Linked DNA regions of Zea mays: region 1 is linked to region 2. A link is a contact called in public Hi-C data. All regions are on one chromosome and are shown on one strand. The core of a region is the stretch at or near the end of the contact, and the rest is flanking DNA. Distances in the headings are between cores, read along the strand shown. Region 1 holds the start of LOC100272623 (putative vesicle-associated membrane protein family protein). Region 2 holds the start of LOC100285845 (23S RNA methyltransferase 1).

The links. Hi-C and Micro-C count contacts between places; a contact is called where the count stands out from the background.
Region 1: a contact with region 2 is called in a Hi-C map of leaf, with 5 times the contacts expected there. The contact joins the promoter of LOC100272623 here to the promoter of LOC100285845 in region 2. A contact is called at or near these places in 5 of 25 Hi-C or Micro-C datasets (bundle sheath, ear, leaf and 1 more).

What each region holds. Positions count from the first base shown.
Region 1 is chr5:222,734,725-222,741,006 of Zm-B73-REFERENCE-NAM-5.0, reverse strand. It overlaps LOC100272623 (putative vesicle-associated membrane protein family protein), which reads right to left and starts at 2,056. Exons shown (of 4, transcript NM_001147086.1): 1 at 1,587-2,056; 2 at 1,280-1,470; 3 at 1,024-1,187; 4 at 489-939. The coding sequence starts at 1,821. The coding sequence ends at 849. It overlaps LOC100273594, which reads left to right. Exons shown (of 9, transcript NM_001148011.2): 9 at 30-548. The coding sequence ends at 248.
Region 2 is chr5:222,577,375-222,583,521 of Zm-B73-REFERENCE-NAM-5.0, reverse strand. LOC100285845 (23S RNA methyltransferase 1) reads left to right here and starts at 2,131. Exons shown (of 11, transcript NM_001158735.2): 1 at 2,131-2,313; 2 at 2,400-2,493; 3 at 2,620-2,669; 4 at 2,755-2,804; 5 at 2,919-3,027; 6 at 3,113-3,173; 7 at 3,268-3,320; 8 at 3,600-3,692; 9 at 4,368-4,431; 10 at 4,625-4,732; 11 at 4,851-5,233. The coding sequence starts at 2,287. The coding sequence ends at 5,098. It overlaps LOC100501670, which reads right to left. Exons shown (of 9, transcript NM_001367257.1): 9 at 6,136-6,147.

The sequences.
Region 1 (6,282 bases), core at 807-3,306, 160 kb before region 2:
CCAAAATAACGCCGATCTATGTTGTGTAGATCCACTCGAGGAAAATGAATGTGAATCCAGATGTCAACTTTGAAGAGTTGGCGCGTTCAACCGATGATTTCAATGGCGCTCAGCTAAAGGCTGTTTGCGTAGAGGCTGGCATGCTCGCTCTACGCCGAGATGCTACAGAGGTTACCCACGAGGATTTCAACGAGGGGATCATCCAAGTGCAGGCAAAGAAGAAGTCCAGCTTGAATTACTACGCGTAAGGGCTTGTTCGGTTATACCCCAATCCATAGGGATTGAGGGGGTTTCAATCCCCAATAAGTCAAAATCCCCTCCAATCCGTATCAATCCCCTTCAATCCATATGGATTGGAAATAACCGAACAAGCCCTAAGGGGGGAACGCCCCGTACTTGGTGATCATTCAGTTGTTTGTGACACTGCCATTGTCTGGGCAGGCTAACTTACTATTTGTACTATAAGCAAGCTGTTGCTTTTGAGTCTTACTCCGTATGAGAGTATCATTTATGAAATATTAACCAAGTCTGCCTGCCGTATTGGTTTCTTTCTCCTCACGGAGAGGAGCTCGGCCTTCCACGACTGCACATTTGCTCTGTTTTCAGAAGTTCGTGTGTTTAATGATAAAAAATCAGGTGGGAAAGCTTTCCCATTTGACTACCATCTTTTTTTTAAAAAAAAAATCAGATCTGGTTGTTGCAGAACTTCAGAATGAGCTGTTGTTTCCCTCGTACAAGAGAGAAAGAACTGCAGCACCGCTGCTGCTGTTACAGAACCCGGAAAACCAAGTTGTGATGCAGCTAGAGCTAGGGCTGGTGGTCCGCACTGGCACCGGGACGGATGGAGATTACGGAAAGCATGACGGTATGGTGAAGCCGCGACACATGTAGGCGAGCAGGACGTACACAATTACGGTGAGGATGAATATCACTGCAGCTCTGCAAAAAGACCAGTGGAAGAGTTACAGGGACAGGCGATTGTTACCCTAAAATGTGCAAGACAACAACAAGAACATGGCGTACGTGAGCTTGACGTTCCTCCACCACATGGTGTTCCTGAAGCGGCGAGCTTGGCGCTTGAAGCGCATCGTGTTCCCCTGCATGGTTGCCGTCTTGTCCACCAGCACCTCCAGACGGTCACCCCTCTCCAGCACCCTGTCGATGTTGTCCATCATCACGCTCCGGACCTGCAAGCAGATTAACGTTTCAGTCAAGCCGCCAATATAATGGAAGAAGAAGAAGAACAAGAACAAGTTGGCAATGGCGTAGGAAGGAGCACCTGGTCCATCTCTCCCCTCATGCGATTTATCCTGTCCGCGCTGGCGTCGTTGGAGTAGTAGTCCATCTGCTGGGCCAGAACGCGGGAGAACTCGTCGTTCATGGCGTACGCCAGCGCGGTGAGCGCCGCGCGGCCGTACGCCTTGACGAACCTCCCGTGGATGTCCTCCAGGAACGCGAAGGGGACACGCCCTGATCCAGAAATGCCACATCGATCTATTGTGAGTTTCTGACCATATCATCATCATTACCAAACTGCAGGTTGGTTGCGACGATCGACGACGACCAAAACGTGCACTGGTGCTTACGCCCGGCGGCGTCGTCGGCCATGCAGAGCGCCGTGAGGCCGTCGGTGCGCTTGACGTGGAACACGTGGAGGTCCTGCGTGTACGACACGTTGCAGTCGTCGTCGCCGCCGCCAGGGAGGCGCTCCAGGACCTGCCGCGCCACGGCGCCCGCGTTGCCGCCCGCCGCCGCCGCGCCGTAGTGCTCCGCCAGCACCACCGCGCCGCGCGCCACCACGCCGTACTCGATCTTGCCCATCGCGCGCGCCGTCCTACAACGCCCGGCCCGGTCGCACGTACGTCGTCGTTAGTTCGCGCCGGCCGACGATCGGGATCGCCCGATCTCACATGCACGTGCGAAGCACCCTCTTCGTTCCTCGCTCGCTGCTAGCTGTTTCCTCTCCCCCCTCTCGCGCGTGTGGCGAAAGAGATGGAGGGGAGCCGGGAGCGAAGAGGTAGGACAAGAGAGAACCTCCTCCTGAGCCTGTTTGACCGGTGCGCCCCCAACATTCCGCGCGCGTACGCGCACCGCGCTGTTTATAGGCACTCGCTACGACCACGGCGAGGGGATGACAGCCACCCTGTGGATACGCTTATTTTTGGACCGGCTTGTGATGGTCACGGACTCGTCGCACAGATTGTCACCGTGACGTTCTAAAACATTTTTTTTTCGAGTCCAATCTGTTTTACCCCCTAAGCTATAAAACTGTTTGGAACCAAAGTGAGCCGGCGGACGGTCCGGCCCTGAGGCCGGACGGTCCGCGCCTGTGGGCCGGACGGTCCGCGCAAGTGCAGAATAGATTAGGGTTCCGAGTTTTATGCTACGGTTGTTAGCTAAATTCACGGGATTCACTCGGAAATTAGTTTGTAAAGAGTCCAACCCCTCCTCTATAAATAGAGAGGTATACGGTCAATTTGTAATCATCAATCGAATCAATACCACTTTGTTGACGCCTTTTCGGAGCGCCAAATACTCAAGAAGAACCGGCGGCGGTGCTCTCTGCACAGGGGCGGACGGTCCGCGCGTGGGGGCCGGACGGTCCGCGGCCTGGTGCGAGGCGGCGGTGCTTTCTGGTCAGGCGCGGACGGTCCGCGGCACAGGGCCGGACGGTCCGCGGCCTGGTGCAGGAGCCCGAGTTCCCTGCCTGACGGCCGGACGGTCCGCGCCCTAGGGCCGGACGGTCCGCGCGTGCGCAGGGGCGGCGGAAGACCGCTGACGGCGCCTGGATCTCGCTCCCGGGAGGGACCCCGTCGAGGAGGAGAGATCCTAGGTGGTGTCTAGGCTCGGGCCGGCCGACCTAGACTCCTCTAATCGACGTAGAGTCGAAGAGAGACGAAGAATTGAGGATTGGAAGGCTAAACCTAAACTAGACTAGAACTACTCCTAGGATAAAATGCGAAATAGAAGTTGTATTGATTCGATTGTTGATGATTACAAATCGGCCGTAGACCTCTCTATTTATAGAGGAGGGGGGCTGGACCCTTTACACAACTGATTCCGAGCTAATCTCGCGAATATAGCTAACAACCGTAGCACAAAACTCGGAACCCTAATCTGTTCTGCGCACGCGCGGACCGTCCGGCCCACAGGCGCGGACCGTCCGGACCGCGGACCGTCCGGCCTCAGGGCCGGACCGTCCGCACGCTCAATTCTGGTTCGAACATATGCCCCCCTGCCTTTTGGTGGAGCTGGGCGAACCAAAAGCAACTAACTCGATGTTATCACATCGGTTTTCTTAGGCATCTTGCCACTTACTAGGATGGTACGCAGTGGCCTTGGTCTCGATGGTTGACTCAACGGACGTGATCCCTTTAGATTTGATCGAACTGTCAGTCCCAACATCGCCGAGCGTCATACTGGTCCTGACCAATTCGTCACCTTGTCTTCCTAATTCTCTAAGTGTTCTGGCGTAGCTCCGTAGTCGACCAGGTCTTCTCCATGCAGGTCGTCTTCCTCCATGGGCGTCGGTACGTCGTCGGAGGTGTCTTGGTGTAGTGCGGATGGTTCGGCCTCAGGGGTCGGATGGTCCGCGTCCTGTGCAGATGATCCGGCCTTTATAGCCGGACAGTCTACCATACCTGCAGAGAGATGCACAGTTGTTGTTTTATTTACTATCTTTGCGGCCGTTTGACTTTTCTCAACGGCCTTTGGTCTCCATCTCTTTTGCGGTGGCGGATACTGCGGATGCGTGTCATTGAATATTCTTTCTGCCTCTTTTTCCTGATTCTCCTTTGCTCTGAGGCGCTGTAATTTTCGCTTTTGCGATCGTGTCAATCCCGATGGACACCATCGGGGCATGGAGTATTTTGGATCGGCTATTTTATTGACAGTCGTACTTTCTTTTTTGTTTGTGTTGGCCGATTCACCAAAAATCACCGGCCCTTCGTTATTTTGTTGTACGACGACATCTGTCGCTCCTATTCTAATGACCTCTCCCTTTTTCGTACTGTTGGAGGTTATAGCTGTATGTCCCCCTGCCGGGTTAGTCAGCCTTTGGGGCTGAGTTGTTCGGCAATCTTGCTGGGCCTGTGCTCGTGGACCAGATTGAGGGGCTCTCAATCGGTCTTGTACTGGAGGTGTCAACCTATTGAATACAGATGTTTGGGGTGCCCCCCAAGCGGGGTACTGTGGCATCCCAAATGGATATGGTGGCATGCCCCACATTTGATTTGGGACATATGGTGGAGGTATGTATGTGTATGGATATGGCATAGGTGGATATGGTGGTGGAGGTGTCCATGCAGGTACGTTAGGTCTTAATTGAACATTATGACCTTCCGTCCTTTCCGATTGGTGTGGTGGTCCAATCGGCCTAACCTGCCGTCGCACCTGGGTGGGTAAGCGAGGTCCCTTTGGTGGCCGGTCACTGGAGCCAGCCTTCTTTTTCACATATTTAGACAATAATTGATCAAAGGTCGGGCTAGATTTTACCAACCGACCAGTTGCCTTGAATGTGTTAGTTTTCCACGTACCTATTTCTGGTCGTCGTGGTTTGAAGGTACGTGGTTGCCGCGGCTCTTTGACGTTGCCGGACCGTCCGTCGGAACGCTTCGGACCGTCCAGTGATGTTACGGACCGTCTGCGCCTAGACACCGGACCGTCCGCGATGCGTAGTATGGGTTCTCGCGCATATCCCCTTGTCTGTGCTTGCCCCCCAGCGCTGGAGTTTGTGATGGTTACCTTCAGTGTCTCCCCTCCATCAGGAGTCTTCTCGGCCATCACTTTCCTGCAAGAAATTTTGTTGTTTCCATCGGCCTCCCGTGCGTTGCCGATGATGACTTCTTTGTCTTTGCCCTTATCGGCTGTGTTGGGCCGAATTAGGACCTTTTTGCCATTAAAGTCGATCACATTCATTGGGAAGGGCTCCGTGTCCTCCTGAAATTTCAATCGTCCCTCATTAATGGCCGATTGAATTTGTCGTCGGAACACATTACAATCATTAGTGGCATGTGAAAATGAGTTGTGCCACTTGCAGTATGCGCGACGCTTTAGTTCGTCGGCAGGTGGAACGATATAATCAATTTTAATGTTACCATTTTTTAGTAATTCATCGAATATCTTATCACATTTGCCGACATTAAATGTAAACTTAACCTCCTCTTGTCGTTCCTTTTGAACTGACTGCAAGGAGTAGCAAGCCGAAGATTTGGCCTGCTCGGGCCAAACTATTTCGGCAGTGTAAACTTTCTTTGGTTCATCGTCCGAACTACTTTGATGGTGTTCTACTATAGGGACATTATGATGAACCGTTCTGACTAGTTCTTTGCTTCGGCTTTCACAAGCCGAAGCTCTCTGATGTAATTGTGCTAGAGTAAAGAACTGGATGCCTTCTAATCTCTCTTTTAAATAATAGCGCAATCCATCAAAGGCTATTCCCGCCAGTTGTTTATCTGTTAGATGAATTTGAAAGCATCGGTTTCTCGTATCCTGGAATCTCCGGATATAATCACTAACTGATTCATCCTTTTCTTGTCGTAGGGTCACTAAGTCTACTAAATCTAGCTCATAATCACCAGAGAAGAAGTGTTCATGAAATTTTTGCTCTAAGTCTCCCCATGACAAAATGGAATTAGGAGGGAGCGTGGCATACCATGTGAATGCAGTCCCTGTTAAGGATAATGAAAATAAACGCACACAGAATGCTTCGGTGTCAGCCAATTCTCCTAATTGTGCTAGGAACTGGCCTATGTGCTCACGCGTGCTCTTTCCTTGGTCACCCGAAAACTTTGCAAACTCGGGTATCCTAGTTCCCTGTGGGTATGGGTGGTGATCAAATCGGCTGTCATAAGGCTTCCGATATGATTGCCCCCCAGGGATCATGCTTACTCCGAGCTTATCTCGGAACGCCCCGGCTATTTCTTCCCTCACTATACCAATGGCAGCCGGTGCAAGACCACCGGCTCTCTGGTCAAACATAGGTGGGGGTGGTTGCATGTTAGTATGTTGTCGTTCCCCCCATTGGTTTGAGCTACGTGGTGCATTTCCATTTGCGCTATATGGCTCATATGTTTGATCGTTTCTTTCCGGCCTTCTAGGTGGGGCCGGGAAGCTTTCCTGGGCTCTGGATCCTGAATTAATGGGCTGGTGCATTGCATAATGTGATGGGAAGTGTTGTTGGGACGGGCGAGGATTCAGGTAATAATCCCCCTCAAAAGACTCATGCGCGGACTGTCCGGATACGTACCCGGACCGTCCGTGATTATATGCGGACCGTCCGTC
Region 2 (6,147 bases), core at 882-3,381:
AGATCCTAGGAGGACTCATATCTTTGAATTATAAATATGCAACATATAAATCTAGTACCGAATAATACATTCCCGACGAATGAACACTCTCCTATGTAGAGAGAATATCTCCTATTTGAGATTATAGTTCCTAGATGGAACCTTTCCAGAAGAAATAAAGTCTGTGTTAAACACCAAAGTTTGATAATCCCTATAAAGGGATAAAGACCCATATAGACCCGAAAAGAAATAAGATGAGGTACCAAAGGACTTGAAGTTCACCGAATAAGCACATGTGCATTCCATGAGTTTTACTCATGGTAATTTCCACTAGATGTGGAATTACGATATCCTCTAAAGCCCTGATGGCAAAAACCTATAAGGTTTAGGTGTTACTGGCATAATATCCCCATTGTGCCAGAATGATAGACTATAACGATGTATCTGATCCATGAAAAATCCCTGATGGATTACGATCTTTGATGGACTTTTGTTACACCATCATAGATGTTGCAATGGATGAACGTCTAGAGCGATGTGTCATATTTAGAATATGTACTATTGCAACTATATTATCCCCTAAGTCCTATTGAAGGACATGTTATTTGCTTTGCACAACTATGTACAAATTGTGGTGTAAGATAGAAAATGATAGCACCCCAACCTCATCCATTCTCGTTATTCCAGATGAACAATGAGACATATATCTTGAAGAATATGCTTAAGTTACGAGGGATAACGACTTTGACAGATGTCATCGTCAGGGGGAGCGAATGCTTATATTGATCACAATCGTGAGACAATAAATGTCATATTCTATGCCCTGAAGGCGTCAGCTTGATGATCAATATGTGAACCTTTATGGAACTTTCTATCAAATATATAGATCCAGTCGATCGAACACCATCAATCAAAGTGGCTTATTTGTATTGATACGTGCACTTACCTCGTATATCCTAGAAGTGAGTTGAGGTAAAGTTTCTGAAATAGTCCTTGCAAGGATATGCAATCCGTTTGCTAAATCTTTATGTGCATATACTTCTAGAAGAAGATGTTTTGCCTTATTGATACGATTTTGCAAGGATCAGGGGGAGCACATTTCTAAAGTTAGCCCCTGTAGAAGATTCGATAGAATCTAGATCTCAGAGGATCGAAATCTGTCCCGATGACAACTGTTGTACTCTTTTTCCCTTGGTGAGTTTTTTTGAAGTTTCTCACATGAGGTTTTTAACGAGGCAACAAAGTGCAAATGCAATTTGTATCACCATGCACTCTTTCTCCACATTTTTCCCACTGGGTTTTTCGGAGTTTTAACGAGGCATGTGTTGGTTGCGGTATTCGCCCAAGGGGGAGTGTTAAGTAACCCTAGTTAGGGTTATGTGGGCAAATACCTGCTTTGCCCCTGAGGGGTCTCACATCTCTATATAAGGAACCTGTACACCCCTTCATAATACAGAGATCAGAAAGAGGCCAGAGGCCCAACCTTATATCCAGTGTCTCGTGTGTTACGCTGTCGTGCTTATGGGAAGGGAGACGGGTCTTCTACAGCTTCTTGCGCCTCTACTGCTGACGGGAGGGAAGGGAGTGGATCTGGTGATCCGTGGTGACGTAGTTCTCAACAGTTTGAACGTAGTTTAAATAACACTGCAGTCCATACAATAGGAAATAACACTTGGGCATAAATGACACAACGAAAAAAATACCGTTGAAAAACATGGCAGCTGTGAAATTGATAGATTTCTGTTTAAACTTAGTAGAATTAAAATGGGCCATAGCTTACCAATTCAGCAGCTTGAAACCTGGCAGTTGTTTCTCTTCAAGCTTATCAAAAATATTTTTTGATCCATTCACCAAAAAATATTCAGCTCCAATCCAAAATCTTTTTAAAAAAGTCTCCACTATTCCTAAGCTATCCACATAATAAGTATTCTGTTTCTTTAAATCATTATACTTGCACTTGTACCTATACTGAATGAGAAATCATCACGATCGGGTAAAGTCTGTGGCCGATTTGATTTAACCAATCCAAGGCGAGAACGCACGAGCACGACGCCAGGCCGCTCCGCCCACCGCCTGCCGCCGACGGTGGCTTCAAGCTCACGCCGGTTCTGACCGCCGCCGCTGCTGAAGCTTCTGATTTCTGAATTGGAACGACACGGTTTTTCTTGGGCCGTCTAAAAGCCCAGTGGGCTCAAAAAAATTAGGCGGCGCCACCACGTCCTCCTCCGACTACTCGCTCGCTCCGCCCCGGCGTCCCGCCCTCAGCCGCCGCCGTCGCCCCCTCCCTCGGTTCGCCTCGTCGTCGTCATGGGCAAGGCCTCCAAGGACAAGAGGGTACGCTACCTTCGCCTCTCCACCCAGCTCCCACTCTGCTCTTGCGTTTCCCCGCTTCTCACTGCTCTGCGGCGCCGGTCGCTCAGGACATCTACTACCGGAAGGCCAAAGAGGAAGGCTGGAGAGCTCGCAGCGCCTTCAAGCTCCTCCAGATAGACCAGGAGTTCAACATCTTCCATGGTATCAGCTCGACTTACCTGCTTGCTCACCTTCACATGCTTGTATGTTGTAGCTGTAGCAGACCACGAACGAACACTAGCGAATTAACGATCTGATGAAACATATCCCCTTTTTCCTCCTATATAGGAGTGAAGCATGTGGTTGACCTGTGTGCTGCTCCCGGAAGTTGGAGCCAGGTATCCTTGTGCTCGTGCTCAGTAACCCATCCGTACCAGTGTTTTTTCCCCAACTGATTGCTTGATTCCCTATTGCCACTTGCAGGTTTTGAGCCGGAACCTGTATGTACCAGCAAAACAGTCTTCTGATTGCAAGTAAGAGTCAGTGCCTGTGTGTCGCAGTCTGTTCTTGCATAGTTCTGTTGTGGATATCTGATGGCCTCGTTTTGCACTTTTGCTCTCCTTGGTTCTGTTATGTTGTGCTACTAGGGAAGGTGATCTTCCTCTCATCGTCGCAATTGACTTGCAACCGATGGCCCCAATAGAAGGTGTTATACAAGTGCAGGGCGACATCACCAATGCTCGGACAGCAGACGTGGTGAGACAGAAGTAAAAGACGTGTAGCTTTTTTGTTGTTGCCGCAGTTAGCTGGCTGTGACTAACTAGTATGGATTTCCTGTCAGGTCATTAGGCATTTTGATGGATGCAAAGCAGACTTGGTTGTTTGCGATGGAGCCCCGGATGGTAAGATATCATATCAGTGCAAGAGACTTGGTTGTTTTGCAATTTTTATCACTAGTGAGGATTACATGATTATTGCTCTTTTGGGTGACTACAGTTACCGGACTTCATGATATGGACGAATTTGTTCAGTCCCAGCTTATACTCGCGGTAAGTTTTATTTATCTGGCAACCAGTATCCAATTTGGGTCACCATGCTCTGTCATTAATGATTCACATTATTTGGGGGGTTAAGAGGGGGGGGGGGGGGGGGGGGGGGGATAAGTTCAATTTTGAGTTTGGGTGTACCGGTGTAGCAGCTATGTTGAAGAATCGCCTTTCTAACTACTTGCTCTTTATGTCAATTATGGGATAACTTTATCATCTTCATTTTGAATTGTCACGGTAGCTTATGTTCTCTGTTTAATTTATGTACCACCGTGCAATTAGGCATTGGCTATCGTGACTCATGTACTCAAAGTTGGTGGAAAATTTGTGGCGAAGATATTTCGGGGTAAAGATACGAGTCTCCTGTACTGCCAGGTAACGTTCACTTTGCTCGGCAAGTTAAGATCATAAGATTTTTCACGAGGCTTTGCTGAGTTCTCCATCATATTCAGTATGGAAGCCTTGCTAGCTATGGTTTCCTGACTGTTGTTGTTCCCACATTGTGCGCGCCCCCTTGCCTTTGTCAGGCCCCCTTTGGAATGGAGGATAGGAAAAATATAGGAATAGGAAAAATATAAGAATTGAGATGGTGGATATTTTGAATCCTATAGGAATTGAAAACAAAGGAACTGAGATAAGAATGCCTTTGGTAGCACCATAGGAAAAATAAAGGAATCACTTTGCTGTGTTTTTGAATTTGAAACAAGATAGCCGTTGCATAGTGGCAGCAAGCCAACCAGAAACTAGAAAAACGGCGCGAAAGGTAGCAGACGCGGGTGAAAAGTAGCCCGACGCGCGAACATTCCCGCCAGGAATCGTTCCAAGAGGTCTGACCTCTTGGTAAATTTCCTATAAAATCAGACCACGGAACGGCAATCCTATGGATTCTTTCCTTTATTTTTTTTGGGAACCAAAGGGACAGATAGGAAAAAATCCTTAGCAACAGTGATCCTACGAATTTCCTTTGCCAACCCTCCGTTCCAAAGGGGGCCTCAATGTTTTGATGGGATGCTGATTGGGGACTCGATTCGTACATGTGGCTTTATACAGCTAAAACTGTTCTTCTCGCAAGTTACGTTTGCGAAGCCAAAAAGTAGCCGGAACTCAAGCATCGGTAAGTGTTATATCTTGCAAAATAAGTCACGCACGAGCTCCTTATATGATTTCTCAGCCTTGAGTGGTTCGCGTAGCTGCTCATGGTGACTATCATCATTAGTAGTATAACAAGGACTATGCATTTCAGTTGGAAAATGGGTATGCAGTCTTCTTATGCATTTTGTCTATCCTTTTTCCATTTTGTCAAACAGAGGCGTTTGCGGTCTGTGAGAACTACTCACCTCCTGAAGGGTTCAAGGAGGAAGACCTATACCACCTGCTAGAGAAAGTGGGTACTCCCTCAGGAGCTGGCGATCTAGGTGAGGTCTCCAAATGTCTGTACAACACTCTGCTCCCCCGACTGGGCACACCAGTACACCACACGGCGAGCAGACAGGTCCAGGCGTCCAGCCCTCATGCCAGTCTGGTAATGTGCAGATTGCAGAAGCGGATGGCTGGAGGGACCAAACAAGGTGTACATCCCGTTCCTGGCCTGCGGGGATCTGAGCGGCTACGACTCCGACCGCTCGTACCCGCTGCCCAGCAGCACGGACGGTGGCTCGTACCGGAGCCTGGACCCCGTGCAGCCTCCCATCGCCCCGCCTTACAAGACCGCCCTGCAGATGAAGAAGGCTTCCAGCCACGGCGCCGGCGCGGACGCCATCAAGCCGTCCGCAGACTCCTGAGCCGCAGACCGTTTCCGTTTACCACCTTGCGCGGTGGAAGTTGCTTTCGCTGGGTCCTGGACCTGGCTCTCTAGTCTCTCTCTACAGAAACAGAACCTTCATCTACGAAACTAAAAAAAAAGGAAAAAGGATTGGAAACATTGTTGTGGTAATTTTGAGCTGGGGATCTGTGCAGCACGTAACTGGTTACTGCTGATTAGGCTGAGATCACTGTTTGTGTCCTTTGCATATTTTTGCCTTGTCTTCGGCAACCGGAATTCCGGGTGGGCAGCGTCTCGTGCGGTCGTGCCCTCAAGGGGCAGCGGCAGTCCCGTCTCTTCCTTCTCCACATGGACACATGGTTCCATCCGCACGAGGGCTCCGCCAGCCAATTTCACTGTGACCCACCGCCGCACCACGCTTTTGGTTCTGTAGACTCAAGGGTCGGCGGCGGCGACAATTTGCCGGTGGATGTGGATCAGAAGGCAGCGGACCACGTGATGCTACATCGGCCCACATAACTCTAGGCCGATCTAATAATTCAAATATCGGGCCCAAAACGAAGGCCCACCCACTGGAGACTAGTGCAGTCCTAGACTGTCTGCAGATCGAACCACGCACGAGGCTACCTGACCTCCATTGCGATTGCGAGACAAGTTGGAGATCATGGGGGAATCTACATCTACTGGGTTCATGTCGGCAATAATGAGCACCTTTGAATTTTGAGAAAATTCCTCGTATGCCATCAGATTTTATAATTATCCCCTGTATGCCACTGAGTGGCATATAGGTATATTTTTTGGTGTCTATGACATGTGGGGCCAGTGACATACAAGGAATGAGTATATTTTTCAGTGGCATACAGGGAATTGGCCTTTGAATTTTAGGGCAAGGAAAACAGACCTAAAATCCCGGTGGCGGTGGGACTTGTGTGTCGCCTGTCGGTGAAAACTGACAGACACTCATCAACATGGTCTTGCCCACCAATCCTGTAGCTGCGGTGGTGCACCTTTTTCTGCTGCTCTCTCAAACAAAATAAACTCCAAACCCTTTCTTTTATTATCTCATTT